3 separate regions of the Rattus norvegicus genome follow, and regions 1 and 2 are each linked to region 3. Evidence: chromatin contacts called from public Hi-C data. All regions are on one chromosome and are shown on one strand. Each heading gives the region's core, a stretch centred on a gene start, on an enhancer-like site or on the middle of the called end of the contact. The rest is flanking DNA. Distances are from core to core; before and after follow the strand shown. Region 1 holds the start of Cers6 (ceramide synthase 6). Region 2 overlaps Cers6 (ceramide synthase 6). Region 3 has its middle 71 kb from the start of Cers6.

Region 1 (3,627 bases), core at 868-3,367, 71 kb after region 3:
CACACACTTTTTTTTGTTTGTTCTATTGTTTAGTTTAATTTTATGTTTCTGTTTTTAGGATAGGGTTTCTCTGTGTAGACCTGGCTGACCTGGAACTCATTGATCTATAGACCAGGCTGGCTTCAAACTCAGAGATCTGCCTGCCTCCCAGGTGCTGGGATTCAAGGCTTCACCTAGGTGATTATATATATATATATATATATATATATATATATATATATATATATATGCTTACATTTTAGAGGCAAAGTACCAATAATGCTATATGCTGTGTCGATGGTGGCGATGGCTTTGGGGAGTAATGGCTGTACATTAACTTGGATGGCAAAGGGAAGGCTTTATCCAGAGTAAAATGAAGGACAGAGAAGAAAGATATTTTAGGAAAGACGTTCCATGGACAGAGGACAGCACACACACAAAGACTGGGTGGGTATGGTTAAAAAGCCGGGAGCCATGAGAGTCACACAGAGGGAGGAGAACACAGGAGATCAGAGAATAAGAAGCCAAATGTCTTAAGACATTAAAATGGCTTTGACTTCTGCTTGGGGGAGAACAGTGATGAAGTGGGTTTAAGTACTGGAATTATTTGACCAAAATTTCAACTTGATCACTGTGGCCAAGAGACACAGAACACAGACAGAACTGGGGGTTGAGTGGTTACAGGGCTACTCAGATGTGAAATGTTATGACTGTTCAGATCAGCTGGTAGCCAAGCAGGTGGTGGAAGTGTAAGGTTATGGTTTTAAAATGATTTGGAAGAATTTGTGGTGTGAGAAAGGAGGTATGCAAGCAAGAGGAAGGGGGCAAGCAACTGTTTCCTTTTGGCCTGAGCCATGACCACAGGAAGAAAAGGTTTGGAGGAGAGATTAGTCATTTGACCATCCAAAGAAAACTGGTAGGGACTGAATGTGTTCTCCCAAAATTTAATGCACTGGCGTTTGGAGGCTAAACCCTTGGGATGTAATTAGCTTCTGAGGATGAAACCTTGGGCTGTAATTAGCTTATGAGGGTGAAGGCTAGCTTAGTGCCCTAGTAAGAGGATACAAGGATGAATTCTCTGTCCCTGCAACAAGAAATTTCTCTGAGACGACAATCACCTGTCAGGAGTAGTCCAGGAAGGGTGTCTGCCACCCACTAGGTTCCCTAGAACCTTGACTTTGGAGTTTGCCTCTGGAAGTATGAGAAATACATTGTCACTGATTGAGCCATATGTCAAGCAGTCTGAATTAAGGCAGGGACTGCTGACCTTTGCAGTCACAGCTGACCTTGAGTGATGGGTGGGGAAGGCATGAATGGAAGCTCAATAAAGATTAGGAGGCAAGAATCTGGAGGCCTTGAGAGCTTGGTTTAAAGGGAGGGAGAGAAGGAATAAATACCAGCCCCACCCCATTATCTAAACAAAGTCAAATTTTGGTTCCCACAGTATTTTCAGAGGTTACTGGAGCAGTTTCCCATAATGCTGCTGTTACTAGCTACTGAAACCACCACACACGATCACCAAGCAATTCATTAATCAATCACAAATGCCTATTTTCTTGTGCTACTTCATAAATCAAAATTAGGGGCCTTGTTCCTTGGGGAGCCAGCTCAAAGAGAAGCAGTAGTGTGAAACGTGGCAGGAAGGTAAAGGAGGGGGTGAGGCTCGGGTCGGAGGCAGAAGTCTCTTGCCAAATCATCCAGCCCCAGTTCCTGATTTTCTTTTAGCACCAGAGAGGATGATCCTTCCCCTCCCACTCCTTCCTCCTTTGCCTTTGCGCCCCCTACTTCTTCTTCTGAGGTTCTTTTTCAGAGCAGGGCTCTCTCTGGAAGCTCGGCCCCTGCCAGGCTCCTTTTCGCCTCCCTGCGCTCCGGAAGAGGACAAGAGAGCAGAAACTCCAAAGAGGCAGGAACTGGCGTCCTGACTAGGTGCGACCCAACTTGGGGCTGGGACAGAGGTGCAAGACGCGCTCCAGGTGCGGGTCCAGCGCCTGAGCGCGGCCCGCAGCTCCCAGGGCGTAGGCGAGCCGGCCGCGTGTGCCTCGGTGCTTGACAGGAACACTAGCCAATCAGGACGTGCGGCCAGGCTGCCACGTGACAGGCGAGGCGGCCCTTTTCCCAGCGCGGCCAGAGGGAGGAGTGGAGCGGATCGGCGAGCCTGAGAGTGCAGCGGCCGCGGAGGAGGCGGCGGCAGGCGGAGCGGCAGCGGCACAGGCTCCCGGCCAACCCAGCGCGCATCCCCAGTGCCCTGCGCTGCAGAGAGCTCGGAGGAACGCGGGAGCAGCGACACAGGAGTGGACAAAGCAAGATGGCAGGGATCTTAGCCTGGTTCTGGAATGAGCGGTTTTGGCTTCCGCACAATGTCACCTGGGCAGACCTGAAGAACACGGAGGAAGCCACCTTCCCGCAGGCGGAGGACCTCTACCTCGCCTTCCCCTTGGCCTTCTGCATCTTCATGGTGCGGCTCATCTTCGAGAGGTAAGAAGGGCCGGAGTGCCTGCTCTCCTGCACACACGCACACGCGTGCACACTCGCTTGCTCCGTGGCGCACGCCCCCGCGCTAGGGCTCACACCTCCCAACCTTTGTGTTCACTGTGGGGTCCCGGATTCCTCGGCCGGGCTGGCTTCTGGGGAGCTCGAGAGGGTCCAACTCGACCGCGGATTTCCTCCGGGGCGCCACGAAGGGGCGGCGGAGCGCTTGGTCGCCGCCTGCGCTCCTCCTTTCCTGGCTTCCTCGTCCCAGAGAGGGCCGGCGAACAAAGGTGAGCGGAGGCTGGCCACGGGGAACCGCTGCGCCGGGGGCTCGGCGGTCTCCCTCAGACCCGCACTAGGCGCTTCCAGGCTGGGCTTCTCCTCCGAGGCTCGCCGCCACCCACCTGACAGCCTGGAACGATGGGGACGCGCGGCCCGGAGGGAGGAGGAGCGCACACACTTCCAGCCCTTTCACTCCCGCACGCACGCGGGCTGCGCTGCAGAAGAATTTGCCCGGACCTTTGGCTTCAGCTAGCTCCCTGGCTTCCATCCGTGACACCGAGTTTTAGGCCCTCGGTCCTGTGAAATGGGTGACGACAGCACTCCGGATCATTACTGGTTTCTTTAAAAGAGGGCAAAACAGGACCGGTGCCCATCAAAATAGTCATTTGAATCGATAGTAGAACCCCGTGACTAATCATAAGCTTCTTGCTAGTACCGGAAGACACTTGAAACGTTAAAAGAATTGTCACATAATTCTTGGTATGAGTCCTCGATTTGGTTAGATCTCGCCATTGAATCCGCACACAAACTTGTGTTACTCTCATTGAGTCAGCCTTAAGTCATGGAACTAGATTTTGCCTGCTGTGCATTCAACACTCACTCATGAAACAAAATCGGCGCAATACACTTCTTTCTTTAAACTGAAAAAAAAAATCGTCTTCCTCTTCCCTCCCTCCCACCCCCATTCATCAGAGAAAGCTGATTTCTTATATCACAAATATCCATTTCTACTCCAACCTCCCTTCCCTGCCTCCAGCTCACCTTGGCTGTTTCTCAGGTTGCTACTGTTATCTTGTTTACTCTTGGTTTGGCTAAAACCACTGTTGAGGATGTCAGAGGGTATCTTCTGTGTCTTTTGTTGCCTGAAATAGCAACAAAGCTTCCTGGGAACAGAGA
Region 2 (4,047 bases), core at 1,209-3,708, 120 kb after region 3:
GCATTTGAAAGGCAAGTGTTAGATTATTAAAGAGTGGCTGCAGAGAGAGGAGACAGAGAGACAGAAACCAGAAAGAAATAGAGGCGTGGTCTGACCTTAAGGGGCACTTTGTCACCCATGCCTACAGATGACTAAAATGCCTACAGGAAAATGAGATGTAGCCCTTACAGGGGTAGAATGACTCATATAATCGCCAAAGGCAGGCTGGGAAATGTAGTTTTTCAGCAGGAAACTATTAGTATCAAGCATTCATAATTATATGTTCAATTAATACTATAAATACATTTGGAAGGTCTTCCCAACTTTTTCTCCCTGATACGTTCACAGGCTTTGTTTCCTGGTTTGTGAAGATCAGAAGACATGGTTTTCTATGTCATACAGATATGTCTATTTCTGTTTTTGTAATCACTAAATCAAATGTGACAGAATTGGTTTAGGCTCAGGTCTTTAAGGACTAGATCTGACTTGATGATGGATTGAGACTGAGGAGACAGAGCGGTGAGAATGCCATTGATAGGACAGATCCGCCCTACTGCGTTGGACCTTGTCCAGTAGTGTCCTGGGCAGTGAGGAACCAAAACTTTTGTTTTCTTTTCTGTTCATTAAGCTGTTTAGATCTGAGTTGTGATTTTTCTCTCCTATAAAAGAGAATGCTCAAAGTTTGTAAAATGTCAGGAGACAAATGTTGGTTATGACTGGTAAACTAGCAAATACCTTGTAGTTCACCAAGAGAAGAAAGAATGAGGCATAAGCTGAGCAGGTTGTGGGAAGGAGGAGGAAGAGAAAATGATCAGAGCCTCAGAAGGTTCTAGAAAGTTGCTAATACAACTTCCCTGTCTATTTGGGATGAGGTATTCCTGCACCAATGTCAGAGATGAGTGATGGATGTTGTTAAACTAAGACGTGACATTACGAGGGCAGCCGTTGGGAACACTCGAGCCTGGTGGTCTGGAGGCCCCTTCAAACTCCCAAGGCCCAGGAGCCCCGTGATCCCTTATTTCTGACAGCCCTATGGAAAGATCCGAACTAAAACTGGAACAACCTTCAGGTATGCCTGGTCCTAATTTTTCTAGAATGAAAATGTAAGTATATGATTTGCTTGAAGCCATATTTCCAAAGTGGCAAACCAACATGGGCAGGGTTTTACTGCCATCCAAGCTCCTCTAACAAAAGCTTGTTTTGGTAAGTGTCTTTAGAAAAATTATTGTGAAAGTGGAATTTTTGATTTAATTAAATCTTATGCTTTTGGCACTGTTCTTCGTTTTGATCCTTGCAGTTTTGCCACACTCCGTTCTTGACACAACAGCAGCACAGTATTGGTTTGGGATGCTGAAAGGGAAGGGTAAGCCTGTGGTGACTAGACTGGCAGGCTCTGCAAACCTCCTAATCTTCCCAGTGGCAGAGAACTAGATGAATCAGCAGATTTTTGTGGGGTTCCCAGTACAACACAGTTACTTTGTTTAATGTAATCTGCTGCCTGTGATTTTTGTGGGGTTCCCAGTACAACACAGTTACTTTGTTTAATGTAATCTGCTGCTTGTTTTAAAGTTATAAGGCATAATTACTGTGATGTTTCCCTTCTGTTACGATGTCGTTTGAAAAGATACTTTTCTGTTACTATTTATTTGTTTTTTTTTTTTTTTTTTTTTTTGTGCTACACTGATGGTATTAGCAGTTATTGGCAGCTGGGAAGTGATTCTCTATGTGACTTAGATAACATTTTGAATAAAGAAAATGTTACAGGGCCATAACAAGAGCTTAGGTGTGTTTTCTAGCTAGTTAAGTAGATCAAACCCAATTATATACAGCTTAACTGGTGTTCATATGTATGCCAGGAATGGGCATAATTGTGGACCCAGTGGTTTGGGATGAATGTAACAGATTCCACATGACAGTAGCTGGATGGAATGGGACTACTAAGCAGATAAAAAGCGCACAGACCAGAGGTTCCCGCTGTGATAGAGTAGCTCTGTGAAGCCAGTAGAGATTCTGGCTGTTTCTGCCTTTCTGTTCCATTGACCACAGGGTGTTGGTTTTGCAGTTGAACTTGGTTCTACAGAAGCTCATCATGGCTCCCATTAAGCTACTGCTCCAAACAACATGTTCTCCTATAACACAAGATCAGGAAGAGGTATTGAAGTCAAGAGAAAAAAAAAATCCAACATGAGGGTGGGCAGAAGACAAGCAACCAAGGGGCCATTCCGTTCTGTGGAATAAGATCAGTGTCCGTAGGTCCAAAACATAGCAGAAAATTACAGGAAGATCAGGGCAGTACAGGGGGTCAAAAGAATCATGGGGAAGAGAGCTCTTGAGGTTCGATTCAGACAGGCAGCAGCCTTTAGACATGTGCACAGCACAAAGGCCTGAGGGTTTTGTGTCAGGTGTCCTGAGAAGGCGGTCAATGAGAATACCACTGCATCTGAAACCCATGCCTGCTGTGCTGTTGGATGGCAGCCAGCACACGGATGGGATTTAACGCCTTCGGAAGGCCAGGCTGGCTATGCCAGCACATGGGCGGAGTGCCTGCAAGGGGACTCCTTTCCCTTCACATCCTCCCCTTTAAAGGCCACTCTCAAGCTTCACCTATTTACGTTGAATTTTGAGTTCATGTGTGTTCCTGAAGTCTGTAGTGTATATTCATAGATACAGGTAGTATTTTTTTTTTTAAGTAAAAGGGAGTCTCCAAGGACGTGGAGTCTCTCTCTGCAGTTCCATAATATGATGATATCATGCTGTTTAATGAACAGTGATTGGCATAGAAAGCTGGTGATTTATATTTGCTTTGTTTTGAATGCTGTTTAATAAACCGCACCGAGTTATTTTTGGCACAGTTAGAGCAGTCATGGAGCTCATTTTTCAGGATGAAAGGCAATTAATGAAAAGAAATAGTAATTATGGAGCTAGGTCTTAGTCTCCTAGCCAAGTAGTCCTGTATTGTTGTGTGCTGTAGACACAAGGAAGTGAAGTTAGAGACTTGGTGTTGAAAAAGAATCGATAGACTTAAAGAGTGACACTCATGGACATAAAGCAAGATGACTAGGAATATGTCTATGTGTATGTATATGTATACATATATGTTGATACAACATCCCCAGGGCTGGAATGATGATCTCAGTGAATGATGGGTTCACTGGAAATGCAGTGTGTGTTGCTTCCGGTTCTTGACATTTGACCTGCAGAATGAAAAAGATGACAGTTCAATTCATCTTTGGGTTAGTGTGGTATTTTATGATAGCATATGCGTATATGCATACCGCTACATACATAGGATTTATTTTAAATTGGTTATTATACCCTGATTACATCCAATACAGTTAATTATATTTCTAGTATCCCTATGTTAATAAATGGTGAGACAATAAAATATAATTATCTTTCTGTATTATTTGTTCTCATGTATCCAAACTGTATGTCTGCATTTCCATCTATGCCTTCATCTGTATAGAAATTTTATTCAGATAACCATGGCTGTGTTTGAATACTGTGAGGGAATGCTCAAGGCTTACTGTTTGGTTGACAGTTGTCCCGAGACATTTGGTTTCAGTTCTAAGGAAGGATTTTCTTTTTTTTTTTTTTTTTTTTTTTTTTGGCATTCTACATAGAGATGAAATGAGCTGCTTTAGAGAGTCCCCTCATTCCATGACCCCAGGCTGTTCAAGCCTAGGCTAGTGTGGTGCTTTCAAGCTGCAGCATGTATCTGAGCTGCTTGGAGGTTTTGTGAGAAGCATGTCTGGGCCCTACCCTCAGAGGCGTTGACAGTAGGGCTGGGATAGGGCCTCAGAATTTGCACTGTAGCAGGGTTTTTGGTGGAGCTGAGACAGCCTGTAGGAAGCTCACACGTGGTGAGGCACTGGATTAAAGGAAGCACTTGTCTGAAGCAATGCTGTGTTTAGGGCCCTTCGAGGATCTTGCTTAAATACAGACTGACTCAGCCTGGATCTGAGCATGAGATTCTGCCTTTTTTTTTTTTTTTTTTATGTCTCCCAGGTGATGTCAATGCTCTTGGGTCCACTGACGATGCTTTGAAGAACCCCTTATTAAAGATGA
Region 3 (3,525 bases), core at 447-2,946:
TCTATTTGTTTAATCTAGTCTTTCTTTAGACATGTCTGAATGCAGAACTGTTTCCCTGCGTACAAACTGTATCCAAATAAACATCGTGCTAACAAAAACACGAGTTAACTACGTAATAAACTTTAGGGATTTGTGTGAGGGCTGCCAGGGCAGGATTACAGCACCTGAAGAGTGCTAGGCTCCCTCCGGCATCGTGAATAACTCGAGGAGAGCCACAAGTCCTGGAGAGGTAAAAGTCTTGCTCCCAAGCGTCTCCCTGAGCCATCTGTACAGATTGTCAAAATGCCAGAATAAATCATTTTACTCTTACAGCGAGACGAAACCTTTGGGGACTTGTTAATTTTCAAGCTGCTATTCTTTGCCATTTGGAGCTTCACTTCAAGCCTCTTCAGAGCTGATGAGCAAAGACTGCCAGCCCTATGTAAGTGGGAAGCGTAGCTCTTGAGTCCAGCAGATTATGGGTCCTCGTGCAATTAAAGTGGAGGGGAAGCCTGGGAACAATTTGTTAATCTCCGTGGCCTTTTGTCTGCAGAAACCGAATTATAAGATAGACTTATGTCCAGATCATATTTGCGGTCAGGGAAGGATTCAACATTTATTCAGACTATGTAGATTGATTGCCTCTTATGGCTATTAACATCCAGGGGCGTGGTCTGCTTACCCACCAGTAAAGGAAATCACCCCAAATCAAAATGGTGAGTACTGTGATGTTCAGAAAGTATAGTTTTTCAATTCTCCTTTTTTAACTGTTGCCAATGATCACAGAGGGATGAAAGGGGAAGGAGGGTATGTAGGGTGAGCTCTGCAGAAGTGCTCTGGGCAGCTCATTCGCCCCTTATCCTATCTCGACTGTGTTTTCCATTTTCCACCTTGCTCTGGTCTCCAAGTCCTTCACTCTCCTCTTCCTGTTCCCTCTGGCTTCTGGACTTGTGGGAGCCCCACAAACAACCGAATCTCAAGTTCAGCCATCTCCTGCAAACCTCCTGGCCTAACTGTGCTTGCCTGGTGTCTGCTCTCTCTCCCTTCAGCCCCAGCTCCTGCCACTCACCACTCACCAAACTTCATAGCTCCCCACTGCTGTTGTATTGCTATTTTCTCTGAATTGAAACATTCCCTCCTGGAGGGAGGAGGGAGAATCACAAGACTGAAGAATCTCAGACCATTAAAGACTCACAGGGCCCCCAGTCTAAGGTTATAAAATCAGGGCAGGGCCGGGGGAGGGGATGCATCCCTGTGGATTTGCTGCAAATCAGCCTGAGAACTTTTGAGTTACAGCTTCCCTGGGTGGTCACTCATACCAGCTGGGCAGGCTTTCCAGTGATGCCTCTGCCTTGAAGTCATTCATTTCATATGGAAACCCCTTCTGGATGCTTCTGTAAGGAACCCCAATAAACCCCTTGCTTCACCAAAGTGGATTTGGGTGGAACTGTTTGGTCTGTCTTTGGTGTCTTATGTGGAATGAATAAAGGTTTGTTCATGTCTCCCTGGGAGAGGCCACATAATATTTCACACACACCGACCCCTGCAGGACCAGGGATTAAGAGGACCTGGTATTAGCAGTCCCAGCAGTACTAATAGCAGGGACTTTATCGCCTGGTTCTCTTGAACTCATTCTTTTGTCAATAAGAGTCTCCTTACTAACCCACAACGATCAAGTCCATGAATGTGCTGTTTCCTGGCATAACTGTGACACACAGCCCTTTCCTAATGTTGAAATTCCTACCGAATTACTTAATAGTTTGTGCTGTTACAGATTGCAATATGAAAAGTCTTTCGAAACAGATGCTCTCCTTTGAAACAGTGAACTTTTAGGAAATGGACATGTTTACAAGTGAAGGTATTTGGTAATCAGACAGTAAGTGAGAACAGTTTTCTCAGTGAGTCCAGGAAAGTGTTTTAGGGCCTTAGACTGGCTATCAAAAGCACCTGGAACCCTGACACGAGGGAGTGAGGGGTGGGGGAGACCCTAAAGGGGAGGCCGGCCTAGATGACAAGATAATCCCAGTCTCATTAAAAAAAAAAAAGGAGACCTCTTTTCTAGTTTCTTCATGCCCATAAGAAGTCCTGGGATCTGTTGCTTCACCTTAGACTGTCCTCTGGCCTTGCACCCCAGACCTGGGACTTTGGGCAAAGGATAAAGTCAGTTGCTCGCCTTGTCTCCCAACTGCAGCCACTAAGTAAGGAAGCCAAGAGGTTCTGTAGCAGGACACATGCTTTCAAGTTCTCCTATCACTCTTGCTTTGCTTCCCAGTTTCTGTTTCCTATAAAACACCTCTCTCTTCCCCCTCCTTCCTACTATTTATTCAATGGCACATCCATAACTGATAGGAACGAGAAGTCCCACTGGCATTTTTTTTTTTTTTTTTTTGCTTTAGGGTTTTAGGTTTGTTTCTGTTGCTGTTGTTCTGTTGTTGTTGCTGTTGTTTTGAGACAGAGTTTCTATCTGTGTAGCTCTGGCTCTCCTGGAACTCACTCTAGATCAGGCTGGCCTTGAACTCTAAAAGATCTGCCTGCTTCTGCCTCCTGAGTGATGAGATTGAAGGTGTGTGCCACCACTTCCCAGCTAAGGCAAATATTTTAATTAATAATAAGAATAAAAGAATGGATTCAAAGCCTCTCCCCTAAACTTTCTTTTTTTTTTTTATTTATGTATTTAATGTATGTGAGTACACTGTAGCTGTCTTCAGACACACCAGAAGAGGGCATCAGATCTCATTACAGATGGTTGTGAGCCACCATGTGGTTGCTGAGATTTGAACTCAGGACCTCTGGAAGAGCGGTCAGTGCTCTTAACCGCTGAGCCATCTTTTCAGCCCTCCCCTAAATTTTCTATCTAACCCCATAGCCTTCCTGGACGGAAGAAAGGATGTGGTGCTAGCTGAAGGTGTTGGGAATGGCGGCCTAGTCTTTCTCTAACTACCTTTAGCTCCACTCACCGTTACAAATCACCCCGGTGTTTCACTTCTGCACACACATGAAATGTTTTGAACTTGTTGACATCTGGCCATTCCTGTGGGAAGGTTGCATATTTAAATGTCATCCAGGAAGAGCTGTAGTCCAAAAAGACTGAGCGCAGCTGCTCCAATGAGAAACTAATAGGCATGCCGTGGCTGCAGGAAGTCCCCAGTGAAGTGCTACAACTTGAGAGAGGAGTTCTTTACTGTAGTGGTTCCATTATTATATCCCCGTATTTCGAGTGGGTCTTATCTGTGGAACATTGCTTCTCCGTTTTTCCCTTGTATCATAGGACACAGTTTTCAAACCCTCAGCTTCTTAACTGGTCCACCCCATTTGCTTCACCTCCCACTCTCTCTCAAGGAGAATAAAAAAAAAAAATTAACCTACTTTCTGATGTTTGAGTTCATCAGTCCAGGCCTTTTGATGTTAGCAAATGGGGCTGTTTTCATGTTTCTATTATTACAGTGTGCTCACACCGAGTTGTTTCTCTGAAAGCAAAAAGAAGAGTGTGGTTTAATAGGATCCAGTACTAGGAGGATGACAGTGTGTGCACTCCATTAACAAGAT

What was found. A called contact is a pair of places that touch in the nucleus more often than the background predicts.
Region 1: a Hi-C map of liver shows a contact between it and region 3, with 2.7 times the contacts expected there. The contact joins the promoter of Cers6 here to the enhancer-like site in region 3. A contact is called at or near these places in 5 of 12 Hi-C or Micro-C datasets (the Rat2 cell line, Schwann cells, hepatocytes and 2 more).
Region 2: a contact with region 3 is called in a Hi-C map of the Rat2 cell line, with 3 times the contacts expected there. The contact joins two enhancer-like sites. A contact is called at or near these places in 5 of 12 Hi-C or Micro-C datasets (the Rat2 cell line, hepatocytes, kidney and 1 more).

What each region holds. Positions count from the first base shown.
Region 1 is chr3:74,036,744-74,040,370 of GRCr8, forward strand. Cers6 (ceramide synthase 6) reads left to right here and starts at 2,118. Exons shown (of 10, transcript NM_001399363.1): 1 at 2,118-2,454. The coding sequence starts at 2,285.
Region 2 is chr3:74,089,038-74,093,084 of GRCr8, forward strand. The region is part of intron 1 of Cers6 (ceramide synthase 6); the gene reads left to right. Among named protein-coding and RNA genes, the nearest start is that of Cers6, 52 kb to the left of the region's middle. Within about 2 kb of position 2,459, at least 7 of the 93 cell types and tissues checked have an H3K27ac peak or open chromatin away from gene starts, as enhancers often do.
Region 3 is chr3:73,965,840-73,969,364 of GRCr8, forward strand. No RefSeq gene overlaps it. Among named protein-coding and RNA genes, the nearest start is that of Cers6, 71 kb to the right of the region's middle. Within about 2 kb of position 1,697, at least 6 of the 93 cell types and tissues checked have an H3K27ac peak or open chromatin away from gene starts, as enhancers often do. A contact at or near this core is called in hepatocytes and liver, where this site is marked.